Regions from separate parts of the Mus musculus genome. Here regions 1 and 3 are each linked to region 2. The links are chromatin contacts, called in public promoter capture Hi-C maps. All regions are on one chromosome and are shown on one strand. Each heading gives the region's core, a stretch centred on a gene start, on an enhancer-like site or on the middle of the called end of the contact. The rest is flanking DNA. Distances are from core to core; before and after follow the strand shown. Region 1 overlaps Def8 (differentially expressed in FDCP 8). Region 2 holds the start of Cyba (cytochrome b-245, alpha polypeptide). Region 3 overlaps Afg3l1 (AFG3-like AAA ATPase 1).

The links. Promoter capture Hi-C pulls out the DNA fragments that hold promoters and counts their contacts.
Region 1: a contact with region 2 is called in a promoter capture Hi-C map of neutrophils, with 3 times the contacts expected there. The contact joins the enhancer-like site here to the promoter of Cyba in region 2. A contact is called at or near these places in 2 of 39 promoter capture datasets (neutrophils and pre-B cells), 5 of 115 datasets of contacts at active chromatin or transcription factors (astrocytes, embryonic stem cells, extraembryonic endoderm stem cells and 2 more) and 1 of 9 other capture datasets (adipose tissue).
Region 3: a contact with region 2 is called in a promoter capture Hi-C map of hippocampal neurons, with 2.2 times the contacts expected there. The contact joins the enhancer-like site here to the promoter of Cyba in region 2. A contact is called at or near these places in 4 of 39 promoter capture datasets (hippocampal neurons, liver and pre-B cells) and 3 of 115 datasets of contacts at active chromatin or transcription factors (astrocytes, pancreatic cancer cells and stem cell-derived neural progenitor cells).

Annotation. Positions count from the first base shown.
Region 1 is chr8:123,448,537-123,452,500 of GRCm38.p6, forward strand. Def8 (differentially expressed in FDCP 8) reads left to right here. Exons shown (of 12, transcript NM_054046.5): 3 at 765-862. Among named protein-coding and RNA genes, the nearest start is that of Def8, 7.6 kb to the left of the region's middle. Within about 2 kb of position 2,440, at least 39 of the 459 cell types and tissues checked have an H3K27ac peak or open chromatin away from gene starts, as enhancers often do. A contact at or near this core is called in neutrophils, where this site is marked.
Region 2 is chr8:122,431,469-122,435,535 of GRCm38.p6, forward strand. It overlaps Cyba (cytochrome b-245, alpha polypeptide), which reads right to left and starts at 1,472. Exons shown (of 6, transcript NM_007806.3): 1 at 1,342-1,472. The coding sequence starts at 1,399. It overlaps Mvd (mevalonate (diphospho) decarboxylase), which reads right to left. Exons shown (of 10, transcript NM_138656.2): 9 at 3,336-3,444; 10 at 2,128-2,707. The coding sequence ends at 2,627.
Region 3 is chr8:123,497,614-123,501,150 of GRCm38.p6, forward strand. It overlaps Afg3l1 (AFG3-like AAA ATPase 1), which reads left to right. Exons shown (of 17, transcript NM_054070.3): 13 at 975-1,085; 14 at 2,379-2,494. Among named protein-coding and RNA genes, the nearest start is that of Dbndd1, 16 kb to the right of the region's middle. Within about 2 kb of position 1,503, at least 13 of the 459 cell types and tissues checked have an H3K27ac peak or open chromatin away from gene starts, as enhancers often do. A contact at or near this core is called in hippocampal neurons, where this site is marked.

The sequences.
Region 1 (3,964 bases), core at 1,190-3,689, 1.0 Mb after region 2:
GGGGAAACACTGTTGAGTCCCAGGGCCACCCAAGGTTGGCATTTAGTGAACTCTTGGAGCAAACTCAGAGCCGAGATTTAAGGAGAAGAGTCTAATGGCTGCAGTATCTGTGGGTAGACCCTCACCTTCTTGAGACCAGAAAGGTAGGAGGGCAGGGGGTTCTGGGTAGGGAAGTTGGGGAGTTCTTGGGACCAGTGTAGTTGTTGGGGTGACCTGAAGTCTATGCAGGACTTAATGAAGCTGTGATGTAGCCAGTCAGTGGTTTTTCTTGGGACTAGTCAGAAATGATCTGCCTTAGAAATTGGGTTTGTTTCTTTGTTTCTTTATTTAGAGACTGGCTGGGTCCATCTATGTAGCCAAGGGCCTCTGTCTCTGCTTCCTAGCTGCTAGGTTTACAGGCAAGTGTGGCCACGCCCAGTTTGGGATGGTTCTATAATACTATCTTGTAGACCACTCTGAGTACCACTCAGTGTTCACAAATTTTTTTTTTTTTTTTTTTTTGTAAGCAATGCACACAAGAGTCAGACATTTTACAGGGGGATCAGAAACTGGAATAAACACTTGCAGTTTTGACTAGTGCTTTCTGGTCTTCACAGTGACACGGGCAGCTGAGTGGCTATAGCTTTTCCCAGTACCCCCTTTTTGTGGGCTTCCCGATACTCCTGGCTCAATTCTATCCTCCCCAGCTGCTTCCCTAGGTGATGAGTGGAAAGATGTAGCAGGCAGACTCTTTACCACCCTTCATGCCTGTCCTCTTACTCCAGACACTTTGCCTGAGCTGCCCGCTGGGGAGCCTGAATTCCACTACTCGGAGCGCATGATGGATCTCGGCCTGTCTGAGGACCACTTTTCCCGCCCTGTGGTAAGGTTTGAGTCTGGGCTTTTAGGTGTTACCCTCATTAACGAGACTTGCAGGTGGCTCATTGTTCAGATCCTCTCACAAGTTGGGGTACAGTTTCCTTACTAGCTAGTCACTACCACTGGGATCAGGGGCCCCCAAGTCAACCCAGGGTCACCTGGGTTTGGAATCTGAAACATTGATGGCACCTTCATCTTCAAAATCTGAGGTCTGGAGACAGTTGGAAGGCACGCATCTTCTTTTCTCCTAAGTTTCAGGTTGTTTTGTTTTGTTTTGTTTTGTTTTGTTGGAGACAGGGTTTCTCTGTGTAGCCCTGGCTGTCCTGGAACTCACTCTGTAGACCAGACTGGCTTTGAACTCTGAAATCCACCTGCCTCTGCCTCCCGAGTGCTGGGAATAAAGGCGTGCGCAACCACTACCCGGCAAGTTTCAGGTTCTTAAGGAGTGAGTGTGGCCGGGTAGTGAAGATGCATGCCTTCAATCCTAGCACTTGGAGGCAGAGGCAGGTGGATCTCTTGAGTTTGAGGCTAATCTGGTCTACAGATTGAGTTCTAGTGCAACCAGGTTCCATAGAGAAACCCTATCTTGAAAAAAAAAAAAAAAAAAAACAAGAAACAGAAAAGAAACAGATGTTAGAGTTGATTCCCTTTGGAGTCCCCAAGGGTGTTTTATAAATGGCACTTTACATACACACCTGTTTGGCTTCGTCTGTATTTTGTTCAACAGATTTGTTTTGAGGAGAAAAGAGAAAGGAGAGACCTAGTATGTTTGGAAAGCCCTTTAGTTTTATGCACGGCATCTCTACCTTATTTGAGAGAAACAGTGACTCTTCTCTTCCTCTTCCTCTTCCTCTTCCTCTTCCTCTTCCTCTTCCTCTTCCTCTTCCCCTCCCCTCCCCTCCCCTCCCCTCCCCTCCCCTCCGTTCTTGTCCCTTCTCTTCAGACAGAGTTTCTCTGTGTAGCTCTGGCCATCCTGGAACTCAATCTGTAGACCAGGCTAGCCTCAAATTCAGAAGTCTGTCAGCCTCTGCTTCCTGAGTACTGGGATTGAAGGTCACACCTTGAATCCTTTAAAGGCAGTGACCCAAGCCTTCAGAAGTTTCTAAGGCCAGCTTTAAACTTGCTCTGTAGCCTAAGCTGGTCTTGATTTTTTTAATTCTCCTGTCTCAGCCTCTCAAGCAGTTGGATTCCACGCCCATGCCGTCGAGCCCAAGGTGTTTTATGTTTCTTATAACATGTCACACTTCCACTTAGCCGCAAAAATGAGCTCCAGAGAGGAAGGACAGACAGCACTACCTTTCTGCCTGAGTCTTTAGAAATCTATCTCATGGAAGGAGGAGGGTGTCTCCTGAGGACAGAGTCAGCTGACTTCCCTGGCTTTCAGGTCTGAATGGAAAAGGAGCAGTCTAGGCGTGGGGCCTTAGCTAGACTGAGCCTTTGGGTCGGCATATGAGAGAGCACCCAGAGGTGCTGAGTCTGGGGTGACTGCAGCATTCGGCTGCTCTGCTGGCTCCTCAGCCGTTAAGCCAGAAGCCTCTTCCTCATCTTCTCAGCCTTTTTAGAGATGAAAAAGCTTGGCTAAGAAAGCTGTTGGGTTTGGATTTCTAAAGAGGAAGTGTGTTTGTGCTTGTAATGCTGGGGCTTCTGGTGTGTTAGATAAGCATTCTACTTACCTAACTGCTTACCTAAGTGATACACCCAGCCTTAGAAGTCACCCCTCAAGACAGAGTCCCTCTGTATAGCCCTGGCTGTCCTGGAACTCACTCTGTAGACCAGGCTGGCCTCGAACTCAGACCTGCCTCCTTCTGAGTCTCCCAGCACTGCCTCCAGGTGCTGGAATTAAAGGTGTGTGCCATCAGACCTGGTATTTTTTTTTTACAATTTTCTTAAATGTGTGTTTGATGTATGAGTCTGTACATGATCTCATGTGTGTATGACACATATGTGCAGAGGCCAGCTGTCAATGTCAGGAGGCCCTCTCTATTGCTATCTACTCTATCTATCTATCCATCCATCCATTCATCTATCATCTGTTTACATAACTATCTATCTGTCCACCCATCCATCCACCTACCATCTGTTTATATAACTATCCTTCTATCTTACTACCTGTCAATCATCTGTCTAAATATCTGCCTGTCATCTGTCAGTCATCATCTATCATCTGTCTGTCGGTCTGTCTGTCAGTCTGTCTGCCTGCCTGCCATCTCTCTGAGATAGGATTTCACTATGTAGCCCTGACTCACTATATAGACCAGGCTGGCCTTGGACTCACAGAGATCCTCTTGCCTCTGCCTCACTTGCTCCATCTTATTTACTTGGAGACAGAGTCTCTCACTGACCCTGGAGCTCATTCAGCCAGAACAGCTGGCCCAGAACTGGAGGGATCACCGCATTTCCCTTCCCAAGCACCGGGATTACAGACATGTTCTGCCGTGCTCCCATGCTCCGCGTTTGCTCCGTGTGCTGGGGAATTCCTCCTCAGATCCTCATATGTCCATGGCAAGGACTTCACTTACGGAGCCATCTCTCTCTAGCTCCTGTTTTGTCTTTAAGATAATCTTAAGAAGCCCAGGTTAAAGCCGGCCGTGGTGGCGCATGCCTTTAATCCCAGCACTAGGGAAGCAGAGGCAGGCGGATTTCTGAGTTCGAGGCCAGCCTGGTCTACAAAGTGAGTTCCAGGACAGCCAGGGCTATACAGAGAAACCCTGTCTCAAAAAACCAAAAAAAAAAAAAACCAAAAAATAATAATAATAAGAAGTCCAGGTTAGTCTCAAACTTGCTATGCAGCTGAGGGTAAACTCTTTTTTCCCCTTCCTCTTTTTGAGACAGGTCTATAGCCTACTCTCTCCTCCAGTTTAACCTCTGACCTTCCTGCCTCCACCTCCTGAGTGCCTGAATTATAGACCTGCATCGTCAAGTGTGGCTTATTTGGACTGAACCCAGGATGTCGGTTATGCTTGGCACGTTCTTTATCAACAGAGCCACATCCCCAGCTGTAGAAGCTGTTTGTGAAACATAGCCTGAATTCAGTGTTCAGAGGCCCGTGGGCAGATCAGTCCAGCTAGGAGCAGGGAGCATGGATGGAGTCTTTTTGTTTGTTTGA
Region 2 (4,067 bases), core at 222-2,721:
TAGCCTTTGTCTGCAAGCGCCCCCGCACTTACACACATGGCCAGACACACACACAATCTGAAAAAAATCAAATGTTAAAAAAACAAAAGGAAACAAAGTACATCCCTGTTGATTGGACCTAGACAGTTCAGAACCTTCCCAGGACAGTTGTGCTTTCCCGTAAAAAGAAAAGTTAGCGGAAGTCACACTCGGTGGAGAAAGTAAGTGGCCACAGCCTGTGACTCCTCAGCACAGGAGACTTGTGTCAGCCTGAACACCCTGAACAATTAGCTGAGGCAGTACATAGAGACCTTAGCACACACGAGGACAGGAGACACTGCATGGACAGCGCTCGCCAGGTCTTCCCACCCTTAGGTGTGTCTGGCACCCCCACTTCCTGGAGGTAACTTTTGAAACCGTCCATAGTGGTCACAGGACAAACCACTACTGGCAGGAGGCTGGGAAGGGTAAGAAGGGAGACTGCAGGTGGGGGAGGGGCGCCATTTTCAAAAGGTTGGGGTTGCAAGGCCTTCCACGGGAGCTTCCAGCGTGGGCTGGGGGAGATTTCTCTATCACCTCTTCGATGCGCTATTCCCGGGTGAGTGGAGGGGGGTCTGGGCCATCCTCCCTGCCCTGGCAGGTCTTTTCTGGCTCCCTTCGGCTTTGAGGCATGTCTGCAGTTTCTAGTCTCAGGCCTGCTGCTCATGGTCTGGTCTATTAGGTTCCTTTCCTGGTACAGTGAAGCCCAGGGGTCCCACTGCCCCTTGGCAAACCTCCCAGACAAGCTGAACTGTTCAAGCCACGGCCAGTGTCAACCTGACTAAAGACTAGTGTCCTGCATCTTAACTCGGCAGGCCATCAGGGCTAAGATCACTCTGAGGGGTGTCCAGACTCTTGTGAAATAGTTTCTGCGCACACTTCGCTTGTGGGATGGAGCCGATTGCTCCTCTAGGATGAGCTTAGCTCCTATCCCAGGCCCCTCGGGGAGAAGCCGGAGCCCGAGTGACCTCAAGGCCAGAGTCCCAACTCCTGGCCAAGTGGGCTGTGCGCAGAAGAGGGTCTTCCGGGGGTTTTCCTAACCAGGCGGGAAACCACCGAGTGAATGTCTCTTCCCCAGCTGTAAGCAACTTCCTCCTCTGAGGTCCCAGCGCGGACCCAACAGGGTGCAGGGCGGGGTCGCCTCTAGAACAGGCGGCCGAGCACGGCCTGCAGCGGCCACCGCCCGTCCTGTGCCCGGAGGCCCCGGTAGGTCTCTCCGAGGATCCGCGCTTTGAGGTCCGCAGAACCAGCCCGAGCCCTGCTTCCCCCGCGGTGCCCCACGGGTCCTGAGCAACCCCTCCACCCGCAGCCCACCTCACTCACTCAGGCCAGACGCCAGCGCCTGTTCGTTGGCCCACATGGCCCACTCGATCTGCCCCATGACGAGGACCCTGCGCACACGCAGCAGCCCGGTCCAACTCTGCAGCCCACTTCGCAAGTCCTCACTGATCGGCCCGCCCCCTGCTCAGGCCCCGCCCTGTCGGGCTGTGCCCCAGAGGCCTCCTCTGCACCTTCCCTTTGAGCCTTGGTGGGTGGGACAGTCTCCCCATCGACCTCTCTCTCCAGCTGGAAAGTACCAGGGCCACTTGTGACTGCTTGTGACTTGTGACCGTACCCCCCCAGGGCCAGAGGCGTAAGTCACTTCATCCACCTGCTCCTCTAGTTATCAGATAAAGGCTGCTCCCTAAAAGGAGATGAGGTTACTTCCGACCCACTGTGAGCTGGGGCAGGTGTGTGTCCTGGGTCACGTGACTACGGGGTGGGGGTAGGGGACCATAGTGTGCAAGGCTGGGAAAACCCAGAAAGCAGGGGACAGAACACCGGAACACCGTTGTTCTGTTGTCTCTTTCCTCTGGCCTAGACCAGCTCCAGCAGCTGTTGCATGTATGCTGGGGTATGACTTAGGGTGGTCACAAGGTGGCAGGAGACTCTCACGGGGCTGGCTTGTGGGCAGTGGGAAGTGTTCCTGGCAGGACCCACTTCAGCCCCCACCTCTCCACTACATAGGGAAACAAGACTGAACTCAATGGCGGGTAGGACCCAGCAGATCAGTAGACCAGAGACCCTAAAGCGCTGGTTTAGGAAGAAAGAAGAAAGCACAGCCCACACGGGCAGGCAGGAACAGCACACTTTATTCCTGTGGTCCTCAGGTCCACTGACTGCACCCTCATGAGGCACCCACACACACAATGGACCCTACCTGTGGGCTCGACAGCCCCTACCCTCACCAGGAGGCTTTATAAAGAAACTGTGGCCTGAGTCTCAGCAGAGAGGCACCGCTGTCTGAGCCATCACGCTTAGATGGTTACTGAGGCCCTCAGAGCATCTTGGGGGAGGGGGGAGGCACCGACTCCCCATCCCTGATGAGCAGCTGTCTGGAGTGCTGGAAGGTCCATCGAGTGGGTCAGCTAGCCCTTCAGAAACCAGCGGGGAACCGGAGGCACTTGAGAGGGGTTCCCGTGATCGCCTAGATGGCTGCCCATCACACTCGACATCCCCCAGTATAATCGATCATCAAGCAGCCCTTCAGGAGAGGCTGACCAGCAGGCCAGCTCCCGAGTTCCAGTGGGCAACCCCTTTCTCCAAATGGCACTGGACGTGGAAGAGGTCAAAGGTCCCGTTGTGGCAGTCCATCCTGGCCTAGCAGATGATCATGAGTGTCGTCTAGGACTTGAGGTCCTGGTCCGACCTGGGGGGAGAAAAATCAGTGTCCAGTCATGGGGTGCGGCAGTAGCCGCTGCTCCGGAGACTTTACAGGTCAGAGACTCTAAGGCAGGATTAGATTGGGGGGGGTGGTGAGACACGGGTGGGTCCCTTCGTGGTAAGTCCACACCAGCTTGCGCAGGATGAGCCTCTCAAGCTGCCTGGGGTTCCATTCCGGGCTAGATTGTGGGGATCTTAGTGACCCTCATCTCGTGTGAAAGGAGGGACCCAGAGCAAGCCTCTTTGAGCAGGATCAGGAGACGCGGGGATGCTGGCGTGCTTGTGGTGGGTTACATCCTGAGAGCAGATTCCCAGGGACCCCAACATCTACCTCTCCTGGCAAGTGACTGCTTTTTATCATCTTTCTGTCCAGAGTACATAACCCTCACATCCCGCCCCCGCTCTCCTCTACGAGTTGTCCCTAAATGACCACTGAGGGGAAATGAGTAAACCAGACAGTGTCCAATGACTCTGAGCCTAAGAACGCCATGTGGCTACTTCCGTGCCGTGGCTGATGTGGGCTTCTGCCTCCGCCCTGAGACACAGTGGGGGAGGCTTGGATCCTCCCTCCCTCCGGCAGGTAAGGGGGTGCCTGCCGTGTGTACTGGCCTCACCTGAGTGGCAATGATGTACTGGACCCCACCAGGGCTGGGCTCCACCGCCAGCGCGGCCTTCAGCTCATCAGAGAGAAGAACAGGTGCCACCTGCAGCCCCTTTAGGAACCTGGGGAAGAAGGCAGAAGCGTGTTCATGAAGTTGTGCACGGAAAGCCCAGAAGAGCAGCTCCTCAGATACGGTGGTCTGGGTGGGCTAGGGATGGCGCGGGTGAGGAGCGCAGGGGTCTACTAGGAGGGAGGGTTTTTTTTTTGTTTTTTTAGGGATCATGAGAAGATGGAGAAGTGGCCCACACATTCACATTCAGACCAGTCTCAGAAGATAGACCCATGCCAGGAAGAGACAAGAAACCACACACTCAGCTGGGCGTGGTGGCACACGCCTTTAATCCCAGCACTCAGGAGGCAGAGGCAGGTGGATTTCTGAGTTCGAGGCCAGCCTGGTCTACAGAGTGAGTTCCAGGACAGCCAGGTCTATACAGAGAAAACCCTGTCTCGAAAAACCAAAAAAAGAAAAAAAAAAAAGAAACCACATACTCACAGGTTCAGACTTGTTCGGTATGGAAGAAACTGGGGCTTTGCTTAAATCCCCCACTTCAAATTTATGAGGTACCGAACCTGCTCATCAGAGTGCCTCATGCATTGATTTCCTAGTAAAACTCACTTGTGGGCTAGAACGGTGGCTCAGAGATTGAGAACACTCTTGCAGGGATCCCGGGTCAGGTGCCCAGCA
Region 3 (3,537 bases), core at 253-2,752, 1.1 Mb after region 2:
GATTTATTATCTTTTGGTTTATAACTTTTTCCCGTAATATTTTTTTAAGTTACAGAAAATCAATTGTAGGTCTGTAGTAAGGAGCACAGTCCGTGACTCCTTTGGATGCCTACGAAGTGGGGGGAGGTAAGAAGAGCAGAGTGTGTTCTTCTGAAAGCCAGAAATGAAAACACTGGTACTGAGTTTTAGAATTAGAAGTGGCGCTAGCTGCAAGGGCCTCCTAGTGGCCAGATGAATCTTGTGAAAGCTGAAGGACTCACACTTTGCCACACAGGCACTGTTGTTGTGTTTTATGGAGCCAGGTGTGGTGAGGTGGGAGGGGTGCCTCGGAGGGCCCATGCTGAGGCATCCCTTCCCCATGAGGGACCAGCCACACAATGTATAGTGTAGAATAGGGTTTATTTAGGGCATGGGGAGGGGATTTGAGAAGGGAGTAGAGACAGAGAAAGACAGAGAGAGATAAGGAGAGGAGAGACCATGAACTCATGGTGAGAGGGGGGAGGGGAGGGGGCAATGGAGAAACAGTTCAGGGAAAGGAGGGCAGAGAGAGTAAGAGGGTGGGGGGGGGGCAAGCAGCCCCTTTTGTAGTAAGCCAGGCCTACCTGGCTGTTGCCAGGCAACTGTGGGGTGGGGCCAAGAAGAAATGCTAACATTCCTCTGTTTTGGTGTAATTAAAAAAAGGAGCCAGGTGCCTTTAATCCCAGCACTCTGGAGACAGAGGCAGGCAGATTTCTGAGTTCGAGGCCAGCCTGGTCTACAATGTGAGTTCCAGGACAGCCAGGGCTATACAGAGAAACCCTGTCTCGAAAAACCAAAAAAAAAATAGTGACCAGTGAAGCAATTTCTGTCTAACGTCTGTGTCCTCGGCTGTGCTTTAACCTGGGTTCTACCTCAGATTTTTCCTTGATTGAAGTTGATCTCGGTGGAACGCCAGCAGCCAGAAACACTGACTTGACTTTCTTCTCCTGACTCAGGTGCTGATATTTCCAATGTTTGCAATGAAGCAGCACTGATTGCTGCCCGCCACCTCAGCCCTTCTGTCCAGGAGCGGCACTTTGAGCAAGCCATCGAGAGGGTCATTGGAGGTGAGCCTGGGAAGGGACAGGTGATTTTTGGATAGCCCAGCCTCATTTCAGCATACAGGAAACAGTTCCGTATGCTGAAACGTCAGAACCAGGGCTCTCCCACCACTCTCCGTCCCCTCTGGTGTGTACAGGCCCTGGGAAGCCAGACCTGGGATTGGGTATAGATCTCTGTGGGGGGAGGGGAGCAGAGCTTGGGTGAGTGATGGTTCCAAGGAAAAGCCTGTGCCAAGCAGGGGCCATCCTAGGATGCCTGGTGCTTGAGTTCTCTCGGGACAGCAGTTAAAGGAGTGAATGTTAGTGAGTTTTCTTCGTGGGCTCCTCTGTCCCCAGCCAGCACGCTGGCCACCTGCGTAGCTCAGACAGTGGAGCAGCTCTGCCAGCCGTGCAAGCCAGGCAGGAACTGATGAGACGGAGAGCTAGCTGCCAAATGATGATGTGGCTGGTCTGGTGTGGTTCCTAGAGAGGGAGTCGGGCAGATGGTTGTATAGATCCGTCCTCAGTCAAAAGCTGGCCAGGTTGGCAGTCATGTTTGAGCTTCATTCATCACTGAGGTTTTGTGTTGGCTTTGAAGAGTAATAGTTTGGAGGCCATGCAGTCTTGAGGGCTGCTCCAGCAGCTCGGGGGAGCTAATCAATCCGTCCTCGCAGTGGTGGTTATCTGCTCTCTCTGCCCAGCACCTGTTGTAAGTGTGCTCATTGGACCTTGAGAACAGCCTCTGTGTATCGCTTGGGTGTTGCCTCTTGATACGACACAGACAGCGATCCTGGGATTTGGACTTATAAGTTGGTTGGCTGAGAGTGGCTTGCTTTAAATATTTTGTTTTTAGATTTATTTTTATTTTTCTATGTGTGTGGATATTTTTTTGCCTATATGTATGCCTGTGTACAGCACATGTGTAGGACCCACAGAGGGGGTGGGATCCCTTTGGACCCGGAGTTACACATGCTTGTGAGGTGCTGTGTGGGTGTTGGGAACGAAGCCCTCGACTTCCTGAAGAGCAGCCAGTGCTTCTAACCTGCTGAGCCATCTGTCTGGCCCCCAAGTGGCTTTCTAAAACAGGATGAGTCAGGTTTGGGTACAGTGAGTGAATAGAGTGCCCTCCAGTTCTGGGAGATGGCTTTCACGCCCGAGTAGAGTAGAACGGAGCTGGTGCCGAGGGAAGCCTGTCTGACACGGGAGCGGTTCCTGACTGGCCTGGGACTGGGGTCTGGCAGGCAGTCCAGCTGGGTGCCGAGGGGGTTTGGGAGTGGACGTTCTGCCCTTGTTTCTCACTCCTTGGAATGTGGTTTGTAGGCCTTGAGAAGAAGACCCAGGTCCTACAACCCAGTGAAAAGACAACTGTAGCCTACCACGAGGCTGGGCATGCAGTGGTGGGCTGGTTCTTGGAGCATGCAGACCCTCTGCTGAAGGTCAGTTGCTCAAGCTGTGTTTATCAGCTGATGGCCTTGGCAGCCTCTGGGCCCAAGTACTGTCTCCAGCTTTCTAGGTGTCAGCCCATGTGGGTACAGCACACTCATGGATAGGGTTCTACAGCTGTTCTACTCTCCGTTCTGTGTGTGCGTGTGTGCGTGCGTGTGTGTGTGTGTGTGTGTGTGTGTGTGTGTGTGTGTGTGTGTGCGTGCGCGCGTGTGCATGTGTGCATGTGCACGTGCCTGTGTGTACACACATGTGATGGTCAGAGGTGGGAGCCAGTTTTCTTCTCCTGTATGGGTCCTGGGCATTAAACTGGTCATATGGTTTAGTGGTCAGAGCTTTTACTGCCTGAACTGTCCCCCAGCCTCCCTTAGTTTTCATGTAGTCATGGGTCTGTAATTTGTCAGATTCCTTTTGGGGCAGGGAGGCAGAGCAGGAGGTATTGGCTCTAGTTGGGGCTTAGCTTAAGCATTAATAAGCTTTGGATCTGACTCTTATGCAAGTAATTGTGCATTCAAATCCTGAAGAGCCAGTCAGACTCCTCAGACAACTCCATTGGTCTATAGAGGGCTGAAGCTCAGGGCTCTTAGCCTGCCATCCTCAGTCGTAAGGGGACCATGGCCACTTCAGGGCCTAGTGGATCAATGTTTGAGGCTCACAAAATCTAGGCTTTGAATTTTTTTAAAGATTAATTTTAGTTTTTTTTTTAAGACTTAGTGTATGCGTATGAATGTTTTGCCTACATGTTTGCTCTCAGCACAAGAGGGTCAGATGCCCTAGAACTCAGGAAATGGAGTTAAGGGTATTTGTGAGCCACTATGTGGGTGGTGGGAACTGAACCCAGGTCCATCTGTCGCAAGCCGAAGCCAGTGTTCTTCTTATCTGTTGAGCTGTCTCTCCTATTCTTTATTGTTGTGTGTATGTCTGGGTGTAGGTTTGCTCACATAAAGGTAGACCTCACAGAGTCCGCAAGGGGGCCTCTGATTTGGGGCTGGAGTTACAGATGGTTGTAAGCCACCCAATGTGAGTTCTGGGAACT